Linked DNA regions of Ovis aries: region 2 is linked to region 1. The links are chromatin contacts, called in public Hi-C maps. All regions are on one chromosome and are shown on one strand. The core of a region is the stretch at or near the end of the contact, and the rest is flanking DNA. Distances in the headings are between cores, read along the strand shown. Region 1 holds the start of ARMC2 (armadillo repeat containing 2). Region 2 holds the start of FOXO3 (forkhead box O3).

Region 1 (7,605 bases), core at 1,416-3,915:
ATCAATTTGATGAACGCCTCACAGGAATTATGTGATAAAAATAATTAAAGCACTGAGATTCCATATTGACAAAAGCAGAAAGTATCTCAGACTGAATATTTGAATTCTAAATGGGTGATTTTTATTCCATGCCAGAAGCAATTTTTTTCTCTCTGAGTCATGTTTGTTATTGTCATAAAAATCACTGAAATCATGAGCATGAAAGAAGTATTTAACTTGTATATTTTCAAGAGTATGTCTAATGATATACTCTTAAAGATAAGCTATAGATATTAAATATTAAGTATATGTAATATAAACTATAGTATAAATTATAAAACCCACTGGTCATCTGTGGTTAAAAATAGCTATCATTCTGTTATGCTTTTGCATCATTAGGGTACGTAAAATTTTTATTACCTGTTCTGCCACCTATATAATTCTCACCTTAACTCCAAACTCAGAAATCCAACATTTTCAGGTGAACATAAAGATTCTTGTTCCTGGTTGCCCCATACAGGAAATACGTTGAGATAAGAGAGGGGAGAAAATAAGAAGCATATCTTAACCGTGTCAACAGCCTAAGAGGTACTTCTCACTGCTGTAAACAAGAAGCCTCTGCCTGAAAAATAACATTTATTCATGTATAGTGGTGGATGGCATCAAAAACACCAGACCTCAGATCTTACTAGTGGTGTGACTGTGGGTTATTTACCCTCTTTGAACCTGCGTTGTGTCTACTCTCAAATTGGAATGATAATCTCCAAACCAACTACCTCTCAGGCCTATTATAAACTCTAAATAAAGTAATAAAAAGGACATGCTCAAAATGAAAGCAGTTTAGAAACTATAAAGTGCTTTATAAATGTCAGAGACTAAATGTTTTCCTCTTTAATCTAAGGTATAAGAACTGTCAACAATTTTGTTTCTAAAGTAATTCTACTTACAAGCTTAACTATGTCAAATCTGTTAAATAGCCATCAGGTAACCATGGAGGAAGAGTCAGGTCAGTATACCAGGCCATTGCTATGATATCCGCAATTTTTTCCCATGTTATGTCCCTCAGTGAGGTAAGCTGGGCCGCTTCCTTGCTTTTAAATAATTGCTGCCTATAATTCTGCCCTTGTCATTCTTTTCAATCATTCTGACTTGCCCAGCAGACATTTTCTGACTGAGCCAGCCAGCTTCACGTTCCAGCAGTGTGCTTGCAAGGTCTATTTTAGCCCAAGATCCTAGGTGCATAGTTAGTAACTGGATGTACAACATGGTTTTAAACTGAAGTTTCAACTGTGATGGTAATTGTATAATCATTAGTTCAAACTGAAAGTGAGGTAAAGCTCCATAGGTCAAGTCATAGAGAAACATCAGACTCCCTGGCCCTAAGGGTCCAGGCTGAGGCTAAAAGTCAGGAGTCAGAGAGTGGAAGAGGGGAGAATGTATGAGACAATTTCTTTGAAGAGGAGGGTAGGGGTGCCACCTCCCTCATCTCAAACTCAGTGAGAGGTCTTCCCAGTGACTGCAGTTAGATGGTCCAGGGAAAATTAAGCTCCAACCTGGGACAGCAAGGAGGGGGTGACATGAGCCTTCATTTTGAGTCTCAGGGACAAGAGATGTATGGGGACATCTTGAGACCCATCTAAAGGGGCTGGAGCAAACCCTGGATTTCTAGGGGATGGGAAGGAACTGAAAGCAACTAGTAATTCATGCTAAGTAGCTGGGAAAGAGTTCAACTCCGAAGAAGGCAAATACTTTGTGTTAGGCCCTAAAATTATCCAATCAACTAATAAGTATTTATTGTTTTATTGTATGTGAAATCCTGTTGGGTACTTTGAAGACCACTTAGCTTCCTTTAGTTCAGGTTAATATCATTTCCCCCACCTAACACTATGCCTTACACATAGTATGTGCCCCCAAATATTTTCAATTTAATTATTCTTTACAAGATACTTAGCACCAAAGGATGTGGCATCTTCCCAGTGTTGACAACAACACTTTAGCTGAAAAATCCCCATATTTAAAAAACGTGGTGCAATCCTGAATGGAGAGTGATTATGGTCTCACTTGTATTTAACACTGTAAAGTGTTGCTGAATGGTCTAACAGCAGAAAACAAAATTTAAGCCAGAAACATAAATGGGGTTCTTTTCACCAGTTAACAGTAAGAACAAAAACTGCCGACCGGAGGCCTAGACTTAAATCTACCGCTGTCACTCACTAGACCTCGAGCCTATATTTCCTGTCCTGTGAATAGGGATACGGGGTGGCTTCATCAGAGTGTCAGGGACGCTCAAAAAGATAATACACAGTGAAACACTTTGTAAACTCTGAAGTGCTTCACCCGTGCAAGGTCTTAATAATAGCAGCAGTTTAACATTCGTTGACTGCCACACGCACAGCACTTGAAATCTATTTTCTCAGTCTTCACAACCATCACAAGACCTAGCTAGGTACTATTATTCCCTCCGTTTTACAGATGAGGAGAGACTGGGAGCGTTAAGCATCTAGTTCAAGATTACATTGAACCTCAACTTGAACCAGTAAATCCTGAATCTTACTCCTAAACACTAAGCTACCCTTTCTGTGTACTGTTATTTAACAGAGGCGCTGAGATCTCACACGGGCTCAACGACCGTGGTTCCGTAAATTGCTAATTTAAAAGCAGATGCCTTCCCACCCCGGCTCTTCCACCGGGTCCCCCTCGCCCTTTCTGGCCGCACCTGACACGCTCTCTCGGTGCCTCCGGCCCTCGCCCACGTTCCTCCCACTCTGCCCGCCGCGTCCACGCCTCAGCGTTTCTGCGCATGCGCCGGGCGGTCTGCGCAGGCCCAGTGGCCGAGCGGCGCCAGGGGACCTGTCAGTCCGTCCTCACCCAGCCCCACCCTGCTGAGCCCCGCCTGCTCTCCTTCGCGGCTGAGGCTGCTGCCTGCGGAAAAACTGGAGGATGAGCTGAATCTCCGCAGTTGTTAAACTTGTCTCCAGCGCTAACCACAAGGTACTTTGGATCTGGCCGGAAGCCCCCTTCCCTGCGCCCACTCCCAGCTCAGTCTCTGTCCACTCCGCCTGTCCAGCAGCTACCTGGCTCTGCAGGGAGGCGGCCCGGCCGCCCGAGGAAGTAGTTTGTGTACCGTTACCATGGAGACGCAGGCCGGCCGGCCGGGAGAAGCGGGCTGGCAGGCAGACAGGCGGGCAGGGTGAAGATGCTGCGGCGCTCTGCTCTGGCCTGGACCGGTGGAGGAGGGGGCATTGCCAGGAGTCGGGGAGCCGCTGGCCGCGCGGGAGGTGAGACTTCCCCTGCAGGTTCACCGGGGACCCCTTCTTCTGTCGTCGCCTTTCTGTCCCTGGATCGGGGAGAGAGGTGATGAGAGTGAACTGTGCTTGCTCTTGGGGTCAGGTCGCGGATGTCTATTTCTACACGCTGAGGTTTAGCCAAGCGCGTGGTGCTTAGTTGAAACTCAATAGTATTTGTTGAATGAGAGAGTGATAGACAAAGGGACTTGTCTATCAAGGCAGACAGTGACCTAGCCAAAGTCACATAAATTGTACCTGGGCTCCTCTAGGCAACAGATAGGGTCTTAAATAAATAAGTGTATGTGTAACAATATACGTTAAAATATATCGTATTACATATAACGTCTTTTATCCATTCCTACTAGTATCACAGCAGACCTTCTGTCTCATCCTGATTTAGAATTATTTTACATGGTAGAAAAGCAAGTACCACACCTTACATATATCTTTTTTGTAGATTTATAAAATTCTGATTGTTTGACACAACTTATAGTCAATAAAATACTTAAGATTCTTTTTTCCCAAAGCAGAATACCGTGGTTTAAATTTTAAAACTTATATATTAAAAAAAAAACCCACATAAAAAATGGCATTTCCTTTCTTTTTTGAAATGTGACTTTTCATTCATGAGAAAATTAATTGTTGTATCCTTTTATCACATAGCATTGGGACAGTAGTTAACATTTTTTAAGGGCCAGTCACCATGCTAACCCACTTTGTTAATTACATCATTTAATTTTCAAAACAGTCCTATGAGGCAATTACTCTTTACAGCATGCTTTTTATAGATGAGGAAACTGAGGCTTAGAGATGTTAGAAACCTTGCCCAAGGTTACACAGCTGCAAACTGTTAAGAGTATTGGTGATGGACAGGGAGGCCTGGCGGTTCTGGGATTCATGGGGTCTGAAAGAGTCAGACACGACGGAGAGACTGAACTGAACTGATTTGAACTTTACTGCAGCATCTAAGCATTTAACCACTGCTTGTTTGGATGCTCATATTATCACAAAAGTCATTCAAAATCATGGTAAAGGTCTTGAGTATTTGATTTGCAGGAAAAAAAGAATATGGAGATGACAAGACTTTCTCCTGTTGCAAACATCCTGATAGTGCAGTGTTGCATTTAGCAAGAAGGCTCTGTTTCAGATGACTGTTAACAGCAGAGGTAAAGACAGATGTTTGTAATTAGGTATAAACTTATAAATGATGATTTACAACCTTTCCCCTAACCAATAAGAAATATTTTGTTTGAAAAGGTCTCCAGTTTCAAATTTCCTTCTGCTGGTGGTGTTCATCCCCTCGAGTTTCTGTGCACATCATAAACTCAAGACGGTGATGCAGGACAGAACTCAGCTGCTACTTTCCCTTTGTAGTTCACATCTCCTTCTATTTTCTTTTAAAAGGTCACCTTGCCCTCCCAAGGTTTGCATACCCAATGTCATCTCTGTCCCCTGCTTGCCCTCTCAGATGCCAGATCCTGCTCATGGTTCTCATGTTCTTGGTGCCACTTACTTGTTCTCATCTCTCTTCTTACCTCTGTTTCACCTTTACTGCTATACTTCAGGCTTTTAATACCCCATCCACTAATCATGACATTTATCAAGTCTTACTCCATGCTGAGCAACTCAAAGTGAAAGTAAGAAAGCAAAAAAGGGTTAAGTTTGAGCTCCTATGGCATATAGCATCAAGAATCAGATGCCACTTGAAATAAAGCCCCATATGTTTTCTTTTTTTGTTTGTTTTTAAAAGTTTATTTTACACCACTTTTAGCTTCAAATACATTCACAGTCCCCCTGTCCCTCCCCATTTTGGATAAAAGCAATTTCAAGTACAATAGTCAGCCTCCAGTTCTTTTTATTTCATGTATTTTACCAATCAAAGCTTCTTTTTTTTTCACATTATTTTTATTTTTTATTTATTTTTAGGTCCTTTTTTTTTAATTTTTATTTTTACTTTATTTTACTTCACAATACTGTATTGGTTTTGCCATATATTGACATGAATCCACCACGGGTGTACATGCGATCCCAGACATGAACCCCTCTCCCACCTCCCTCCCTACAACATCCCTCTGGGTCATCCTGGTGCACCATATGTTTTCTTAATCCACTATAACAAATGCCTCCAGTTCAGAAGCCATGCAACCTTCATCTGGATGTTTTCTAGCTAGGGTCTGTATTTGGAGTCCAGTGATTACGCAAATACCGACTTTAAGCTGCGCTTCTCATGAAGAACAGCCTCCGAGCCTGGTAGGGCAACACCAGGTGCGCAGGCAGCTCTAACCCGGTGAGGGGGCAGGTGTGCTGACAGGCCACAGGGGACCTCGTGGAGTATGCGGGAGGGACCCCTGACTGAGGCTGGGAAGGTGGGAGAGGCTTGTCCAGGAAAGCTTTCTTGAGGACCTCTAGGAGATAGCTGGGTTATATAAAAACTGCCTGATTTTGTCCCTTCTAGTTTTTTTCCGTCCTGCCCATCCCTGCCATCATTTCATGCCACAACATCTTTTAATTTGCTTATCAGCTTTTATTTACGGTCTCTCCCTGCTGCAACTCCAGTCTTCATTTCCAGGGCGGCTTCTTATCCATCCAGCACACACCTGGTGTATCCTTGATACTCTGCCTTGGCTCACTCGTTGGCTTGGCTGGAAACTCCTTCTCTACTCCAGCCTCAGTGTCAGCCACTGTCATTTGCTCAAATTCAGACCATTTTCCAGAACCCAGCTCAAACGTCATCTCCTCCAGGAAGTCTACCTGACACCTCCCAGTCAGAAATCTCTTGCTCTTTCCTAATCACGTGGTAGTTTATCTTTATTTATTTTTGCCCCCATCAGTTTCTATCTTGTATTAAAAGCATGTGGGCATAAGCAGGGTTGATACTCAGCTGGTTCACACTGAGAAGTCTATTCTGCTTGTGAAGACACGCACACGTTTCTGTATTGGTGTGTAAATAGCTGCAGCCGTGAGGCCTCTGAGTGCCCCACCTTCTACCACCCCTTCTAGTGGGTAATAGTTTAAATATCTTCAGCTCTGGGAACATGTGTGCATGCGTGTAATTGCTTAAGACTTTATCCATCTCACAGAATTACATGAGATGATGTACATGAGAGTACTTAGCGCACTGCTTGGTATTAAAGTACATGCTGAACGAGAATTAGTGGTCCTTGCCTAAGAGTGAAGACAGTGTTTATTCCTGTCTGTATTCCCAGAGATCCAAATAGAGGAAACAGCTGAATGGATTTGTTCCAGTAGTCAGGAGGATTTTTGGAAAGTTAAAATTTCTGTAATACTACTGTGTTATGGCTCAGGCATGCTTTACTGTAATAGATGAACTGATCGTTTTTTAAATTGGCAAAAACCATCTCTAATAAGAACTTGTAATTTAATAATTATAAAGAAAATACCCCCTCAAACCCACTTCTAACTCAGTTCACTTGCATTATCGAACGTTTCCATGTTTGATTTGGTTAATGCTATATTAATATTGATATGATAATAGATTAACTGTACAGATACTACATTATTGAAAGGGTTTCTCAGAGTGTAACTGCTGAAGTGAGAGTTGCAGAGGAGAGGAAAAGGGAGAAAGTCGGGTTAGAGTTGATGGTAAAAATTTACAGAAAAAAAGGTTTTTAAACCCATTATGTCCATCTTTTCCACTGGTATTTTATATATATATATATATATATATATATTCAATTAACATTGAATATTTTTTAGTAAAGAGTCTATCATATCATGTTAGAAATAAACGTACCAGGCCTGCTAGTTTTTGTTAGTTGTTCTAATGTACATAATTCTGGAGAGCTTGCTTACATTCAAATGCCTATATTGAAAATTTCCAGAATAGTATTGCTTATCTAGTAATTTTTTAAAATTGTTTTTACTTCACCCTCTGGCCTTTCCCTATGAAAAGAATGGCATATTGTTTGTAATTATCATTATATTCTTTTCTTCAAAAACTCTTAGCGTAGATAGAACTAAACAAATGTTCTCGTTGCTTGTTGTTAAGTAACACCTTAATGTACAGAATCATATAGTAAATCCTCTTTGGTTGTCTAAGGAATCGCCTGTTGATTCTACTTACAGAAATGGATTGTTTTCAGTTTCCTTGGATATATTTCACAAAACTTTCTTTTTTTGCAAAAGTTATTCTAAAATTGAGCAACCGAAATATATGAATAATTTTACAGACTTCAGTCTCCCTAGAGATACAACATTTTCAGAAGATTGGTTTTTCTTTTTTTTTAAATGAATGAATACTTAATACCATGTGCTAATGAGAATTAAGTTTTTAAAATCTCAACTGTTTTAGACTGTAAAGCTGTCAAAGTTGTGTTGC
Region 2 (7,605 bases), core at 1,520-4,019, 300 kb before region 1:
TGTTTATTATTTGATGGGGGGGCGGAGGCGGGGGGCGGAGAGGGGTGTCTGGGGCCTGGAGACGGGTGGCCGCGGCCAGTCAGAGCGCGGCATGGCTTGACGATTGAGCGGCGCAGCGAATGGCAATTCGGCGCAGAGATCCCGGGTCACGCGCTTGTGGATACAATGACATCATCTGTTTGTACGCGTCGAACTAGCTTGGTGCAGGGGCGGGGCCGCGCGTCACTTGAGTGACGGGTCCTGCGCAAAGCCCGGAGCATGGACTGGGGTGGATGGGCGCATTCCTGCCTACGCTGAGTTGGACCTTTTTGTGTATGCGGTTGTTGCCGAGACCGCTCTGGACTGCTTAAGATACTTCTCGTGACTTGGAAGGATGGGGCGGGATATTTATAAATCAAAATTGATAGACTCTCGGTGTGTGTGTTGCATGTAGTGCATTCTTAGTGCACGAATGAACGACTTGGGTACTGTCGTAGGATAAGGACGTGTGAAGATGTTTTTCTAAACCTGAAGAAGTGTCTTTATTTTTAAAAAGTTTAAAAAAGCACAGTTAGCTGCTTTGCCGTCATTTAAAAATTAGACTCATTATTTCCCCTTCACAGTTGTTCAGAATTTGTTCTTGCATTTAGGAATATGGAATAATTTGCTTTTCTCCCGAGTCAGTTACACTTCTCCACTCGCTGGCCATGAAATTCATGCGAAACGAAACACGACTGCAGTCAAGTGTCCTACGTTAGAGACTCAGTTGCAAACCTCCTGGTTCCTGATCAAATCTGAGAGCATCAGCTTATCGAAGTCCTGAGGACACCAACATCTTCGCTTGCCAGTATTTTCACGCTGAGGTAACCCTTGCCGCCTGCGGTCAGCATGTTATCTCGGGTGTTACCTGGTGTCCGGTTCTAATGGGGGAACCGGACACCAGGGCGGGCCCAGAGCCTGGCGGAGCGACGGGGACCCTTCGTCGCTGGGGAGGGTGCCAGGCGTCCTGCTTGGAGTCTGGGAGGCCACGCGACTGCGCTCGTTGAGCGTTTGGAGCTCTGCTGGCCCCCCTCCCTCGTCTCCTGAGCCAGCGCCGTGCTTTGTTGTTGAGGCTCGCAGGAGGGAGGAGGAGCCCGCCGAGTCTCGGTCCCGGCGCGCGCCCTGACACTCAAGCCTGCAGCCTCTCGGAACCGGGTCGCGCAGGCGTGCGCGCGGGCGCGCGCACACACGCACGCACGCGAGCACAACCCGGCTCGCCGCCCAGCCCTCCCCCTGGGCGGGGACCTGCCCGCCCGCCCGCCGTCAGCCTAGGTTGAGGCACCCTGCGTGTGTCTATAACTTTGTGTTGCTGCCTCGGCCGCTCTGCTTGTGGAAGGGAGGAGGAGGAATGTGGAAGGCGGCGGGGCGCAGGCTGACAGGCGGTTTCTCAGGCGGGCTGCGGCGGCGGCCGGAGCGCCTCTCGGCCGAGGTTGCGCGCCCCTTCCTCATCGTGCCCCAGGCCCGCGCGGGATTGTGCGTCCTCCCCCCTCGTCCCTGAGGGGAAGGAACCGAGGTAGGCGCCGGAGCTGTGAGCGGGTCGACCGCCTTCCCGGCGACTCCGGATCTGCTTCTGAGCTGGGCCAGGCGCTTCCCTTTTCCCTCCCCGTGACTCGGTGTGCGCGCCCCTCTTCTCTCCCGCTAGTGTTTTTAAAGGACTTGAGTGAAGGGGGGGAAACTGTCAAGATGGCAGCAGCGGGAGCAAGGAGGTGAAGAACGTGCTGGTCTGAGCTTTCTGGCGGCCCGGGAGACTTGGTGCTTCCTGACCTGTTGGAAGATTTACGTTCCGACTTGCCCCCTTCTCCCGTTCTTCACTGGGAAGGGGGTGTAAGGCACAACGCCCGTGGGAGAATAAGCCTCACAAACCCCGAAAGTGGCCGTTGCCGCTCGGCTCGACCCTTGGCAAATACCCACCGAGCTGCTTGCCCTCCTTTTTCCCGGCTTCCCCTTTTTCTGGAAGTGACAAGGGCCTGTTTGCGCTCGGACCCACGCTTGCCCTCTCAGCCCGCGGGCAGAGAGGGAAATAAGGAGCTTCCCGCGCCGTCCCCGGGCTCGAGCCCTCCGCTGGGAGGGGGTGGCAGAGGGGCGCGGAGGCAGCAGGGCCGGGGACTGGAAGAAGAGCCGAAGACGCCACAGACTTTGGCGGCGGCGTCGCGGGAAGCACTTGAGCGGGCCCGAGCGAAACATAAACAAACGCACGCCCGCCCGCCCGGACTCGGGCTCGGACCGCAGCTGGGCTGCGCCAGCGCCGGCTGCTGCCCGCTTTAAAGGCGCGGCCCGCGCCCCTCCCCCGCCCCGCCCCTCCCCCTTCTTCCCCGCCCAGCCACCTAGCCCAGGAGAGACCTGCAGCTCCGGCGGCGGCGGGGGAGGGGGTGCCCCGTGCGAGCCCGTCGATTCGCTCCCGTCTCCCCAGCGGCCTGGTCTGGGGGCGGCGTCTGCTGCGCCAGGTTCGCGGGACGCACGTCTCCAGGTCTGCCTGCTCCTGGGAGGCGGGCGCGGTGCGGTCGCGAAGCGGTGGCGGCGGCGACGGCGGGCGAGGACTCGCCGAAGACTGGGTTCCAGCCCGGGATAACCAACTCTCCTTCTCTCTCCTCTCGTGCTTCCCCAGGCGGCGGCTGTAGCGGCGGCGGCGGCGGCGCCGCCTGGGAGCCCGAGCCTTCTCGGCGCCCCCGTCCCTCCCCCGCCGCACCCCGCCCCGGCGCGAGAGGAGAGCGCGAGAGCCCGAGCCGCGGGCGGGCGGGCGGGCGGCGAAGATGGCAGAGGCGCCGGCCTCCCCGGCCCCGATCTCTCCGCTCGAAGTGGAGCTGGACCCGGAGTTCGAGCCCCAGAGCCGGCCGCGCTCCTGTACGTGGCCCCTGCAGAGGCCGGAGCTCCAGGGGAGCCCGGCCAAGCCCTCTGGGGAGGCGGCTGCTGACTCCATGATCCCCGAGGAGGAGGACGATGAAGACGACGAGGACGGTGGCGGTAGGGCCGGCTCGGCCATGGCGATCGGCGGCGGCGGGGGCGGCCCGCTGGGCTCTGGGTTACTCCTGGAGGACTCGGCCCGGCTCTTGGCTCCTGGAGGGCAGGACCCCGGGTCCGGGCCAGCCCCCGCGGCGGGCGCGCTGAGCGGGGGAACGCAGACACCGCTGCAGCCTCAGCAGCCACTGCCACCGCCGCAGCCGGGGACGGCTGGGGGCTCCGGGCAGCCGAGGAAATGCTCGTCGCGGAGGAACGCCTGGGGGAACCTGTCCTACGCCGACCTGATCACTCGCGCGATCGAGAGCTCCCCAGACAAACGGCTCACTCTGTCCCAGATCTATGAGTGGATGGTGCGCTGCGTGCCCTACTTCAAGGATAAGGGCGACAGCAACAGCTCTGCCGGCTGGAAGGTGCGTACCCACCTGGGGCGGGCGGCCGGACCCGCCGGGCCTCCTGCGCAGTGCGAGGCGCGTCTTCGATTCGACGGAGCGCTCCTGAGGGCGCGGGGGAGAGGGGTTGGCAGGGAGAGCCTCCGCTGTGAGGTTTTGGGGGTTTTGTGTGATCCCGGAGGAGGGGCAACCGGGGACGGCCGCGAAGGTGGCAGGAGAGAAGGCTCCTGGGGAAACCTCAGGCATGGCCAGGTGAGGCGAGGGGTTGAGGGACACCGGCGAGGGAAGGACAGACGGACCGGAGTGAATTTGCCGGATTCCTGGGTCATCGCAGAGAAGGTAGGTCTGCGGCCAACTTGGGAGTAGAAGTCCCCCATCGTGGGGGTGCGGCGAGGCCACTACGGGGGGAGTGAGGGAACGGGTTGGGAGGAGTGGATTTGTGGTTTTAAGTCAGTCGCTGAAGCGTGGTGTGTTGTGACTACCTGGATGAGAACCCTTGTGCCCAAGTTTTCGGGCTTGTGGGGTTTTCGCTCCCACAGGCACATCAATCCAATTACAAAAAGCGGTGGTTGTAAACCTCTTCCTGGCCGGTTTCCTTTCCTTGCCTGTGTCCACACCTCTGTTCTTCAGAGATGTCTCTACAGCAGGTAGCTTCTGAGGTGCTTTGGGGCCTGGCACGGGCCAGCCCTTTTACCTCAGCGGGGACTCGCTGCACCTGCTGGCTTCTGCGCAGAGGTCCGGATTCTGGCGCTGTTTGAGGCAGAGGGTCCAGGTGCCCAGGACCCGCGCCTGGCGCCTCACCTGGGCCTTGGGGAGGGAGGTTTGCTGGCAGGGCTGGACCGTAATGGCTTCTACCTGTAAGTGAACCTGAAGAGAGGCTCTCTACTGTTCGTTTTCAGCCTCTTGGGGCACTGGACACGTGGTAGGGAGAGAGGTGTGGAAAGGCCTATGATGTAATGACTTCCTGCAATTGGGCATCCAAAGAGATTAACTCCTGTGCCCCTGCTGGGCCGCTGATACCCAGCGGCTTTGCTCTTGCACCTCATCCTCCTGGCCACATCTCCCAAGACAGGAATGCATACCAGGCTAAAGGGAGCCCTGTGCAGCTGTAGACACATATCTTTCTGTCTGTTGCTTCTAGTAACAAGTTGGATTTTTTTTTTTTTTTTAATTAAAAAGGTGGTTGCTTCCTCCTTCTGTCCCTTCCTTTGTTGTCTTTGGGGAGCTCTGTACTTCCTAGATTCCAGTGGGTGTATAAAATAAGAACAGTTTGACCTTAGGTGGAGAACTGAAGCACTGGAGAGGAGCTAGTACATGAAAAAGCTAAAGAATTTAGTGTCATTGACTTTTAATTTGGTTTAAAAAAATCTTGAAATATGCCTTAAAATTTTTTTATGCTTAGTATAGGGAAAGGGTTTGATACTTTAAAAGGAAAACAAGTGCTTTGATATTGTTCCACAAATCTATCTCATCCTTGAACAAACGCTGTTATTATGAATCTTAGGTTCGATTCAGTTGTATTGCTTTGCAAAAGAATGCCAGTTTTGTGATAATAGGATATTTATGAAAAGGATGAGAATTCTGTTTCAAAGCAGTGCTGATGTGATACTTTTAAAAATTGAGTTTTCAAGTGGATAGCAAGGGTTGATCTCAGTGTATAGTGTTAGGAAGGGATGAATTTGTGGGATCTAAGAAGATGGATTGGGTGGGGTGTGGAGTCTTTTCCAAATTTCTCACACTTGAAATTTAGTCCTACAAATTTTGGATTTGGTGCAGAGAATCTGTTAGTTAAAAGTTAGCTTTAAGTTAGTTAGAAAGTTAACATAGCAAGGGTTTTCACCTTTTTTATGATTTTTAAGGTTATGAAAGTAGTTTTCCATAAGTAATATTTCTTGCATCATGTTTATGGTTAAAGATAATACCAGTTTATGGCATTTGAAAGTTTTTTTTTAAGACTTATGTGGGAAAGTGTGGCTACCAAAAATAACCATGAATTGATACTGAATTTATTATATTTTCACGTAGCTTACAGGATCTGCAATAGAGATTTGGGGCCTAGTCTTAAACTTCGTGGTTTTATATCTTAACTCTTTTTGGTCTCATGGTTTGTTTTTTCCTTCTCTGCTATCTCATTTTTCTTTAACTAAAATCTTATGAAGCATTATAAATTGAAACTGTCCAGCAGTCATATGTTTAATACTGGGTGCATATTTTATGAATATTTTATCTTTAAAATTTTACACCAGGTCCATTTCTGATTATCGCATGATAACTAATCCTTGAAGACTATAGAGATATAATTGAGTTAGAGTTTTTGCAAGATGATCTTTACCAAAAGATGCAGCCATGCAAGAACTTCCAAATCTTTGATGATGGAGAAGGCCCTTTGAAACTGGGGCTGTGGTTTCACATTCCGATTATGAGTAATAGCCAAGCTTTTTTTGTGCTTGTGGTTTAGTGGAGGTGGAAGAGAGGGAAAAGGGAGAGGTCAGGAGCTAATTGTGACCTATTTCTACGCATCCAAGTTTCAGGAGTTGATTCCTATCATGATTAGTCATTTGGAAGCAGGTGTGTGCTTTTAAACCACGCTACTTTCATTCTGCGTTTTACATTCAGGTTTTTAACTTCTAAAAATGTCTAGAATTCAGGTTAACCTCTGCCAGTCATGTGTGCACATAGGTGTAGTATGCAGCACCTAGGCCTTACTTCTTTTGTAGTTTTTGGGCCTTTGTATTAATGAGATCTTGTAACTAGAATTATCACCCTAAGAGCATAGAGCGAATTAGAAAAGAGGTCTTAGCGATCAGAATCAAGACCAGTGAATCAAAGCTCTGGTTGCATGTAAGAATTATCTGGGAGCTTTTAAAAAATATCAGTACCCAGAGAACCTGATTTAATTGGGCCGATGTGAGGGTATTGGTTGGTGAGGTTGTTTTTGTTTAATTTTTGAAGTTTCTTAGGTGATTCTAATGTACAGCCAGGACGAGGTTTGCTGATCTAGTTCAGTCCCCTTATTTTATAGGTGAAGATCTTGATTCTTCAAGTTAATGACTTTACTAAGATCACACAGCTGGTTAGTACAGAGATAATTAGCAGCCTGTGGCTCTAGAGATCTTTATTACACTATTTTTTTCTCTTTAAATTGATCCTTTCTAAAGGTTATGTACTAAGCACTGGGTAGTCTTACATAAGTAGAAGTTGTTTTCCTAAAAAGCATATTTGTCTCTCCATCTAAAAAATCTCGGTTATTATTTCAGCATCGGGAAGATGACTGATTATTGGTAGAGGCTGAGTGAGCACACAGTGTCTGTAAAGCTGTCTGGTGCCTATCAGGAAAGAGTACTTAGGAACTGTGAAGTGACAAAGGTGGCAAAAAAGGACCATTTTAACAAAAGGAGGAAGCTCTTGGTTAACTTGAATTTGTAAGATGCAAACCGTGCCAGGGAGAAAGGTGATAGCTATCTCGCAGGTTCCCTTACCTCAGGCATTAAAGTAGAAATGAATAATCAGATGTGGTTAAAGGGGGAAAAGGTTACATTTCCTTTAACTCAGATTAAGCTTACTTGCGCTGCACCGTTAATTGAGCTGGTGAGGTCTCTGTTTCCTCCTGTCTCAGGCAGACCTCTAGAACTCCCGAGTTTACCTGGTGAGGCCCATTTTTCACTGATTCTCCTGCACACGCCCACTCATCAGTGCTTCCCGTGGGTCAGGGCACAATAATGTCAGGCGGCTATGAGTTTCTGTGGTGGTTCCTACAGCTTCACAAATGTGAGAGGACTTCTGCTGCTGCAAGTGACCGAGTCTTCCTTCACGTGAGAATGTGTCCTCTTGCCGATTCTTCGCAAGGTTAAAAGATGAGGGCTGGCCTGCCGCATAATACTTGCTCACGTCCTTACAGTTCTAGCTCTTTAGATGAATGCACCCAGTTCCTTTTCACCATACTGTATTTTTTAAATATGTTATTTTAACTGCAACTTTAATGTTTAAAAATATTTTCAACCATTTCAAAATGACAGAGGCATAATAATTTCATACTGGCCTCTGATTTTGACCCCAGTCACCTTTTGGACTAACTCACTAAAGGGCCAGTTAGGGTTGTGCTGTACGAGGAATCTGTCTTCAGCTTGGCCCCTGTTGCTGAAATACTGTTTTGTAATTTCCTTCGGCAGTACTGTCTTCGTCAGTGATTCTCAACTAACATACTTCCTCTTTCTACAGTGGCAGTACACTAGGGGGACTG

Evidence for each region. A called contact is a pair of places that touch in the nucleus more often than the background predicts.
Region 2: a Hi-C map of muscle shows a contact between it and region 1, with 2.4 times the contacts expected there. The contact joins the promoter of FOXO3 here to the promoter of ARMC2 in region 1. A contact is called at or near these places in 3 of 16 Hi-C or Micro-C datasets (muscle, omental adipose tissue and skin fibroblasts).

The regions. Positions count from the first base shown.
Region 1 is chr8:28,617,231-28,624,835 of ARS-UI_Ramb_v3.0, reverse strand. It overlaps ARMC2 (armadillo repeat containing 2), which reads left to right and starts at 2,665. Exons shown (of 18, transcript XM_027972389.3): 1 at 2,665-3,257.
Region 2 is chr8:28,918,160-28,925,764 of ARS-UI_Ramb_v3.0, reverse strand. FOXO3 (forkhead box O3) reads left to right here and starts at 2,769. Exons shown (of 2, transcript NM_001267889.1): 1 at 2,769-3,386. The coding sequence starts at 2,769.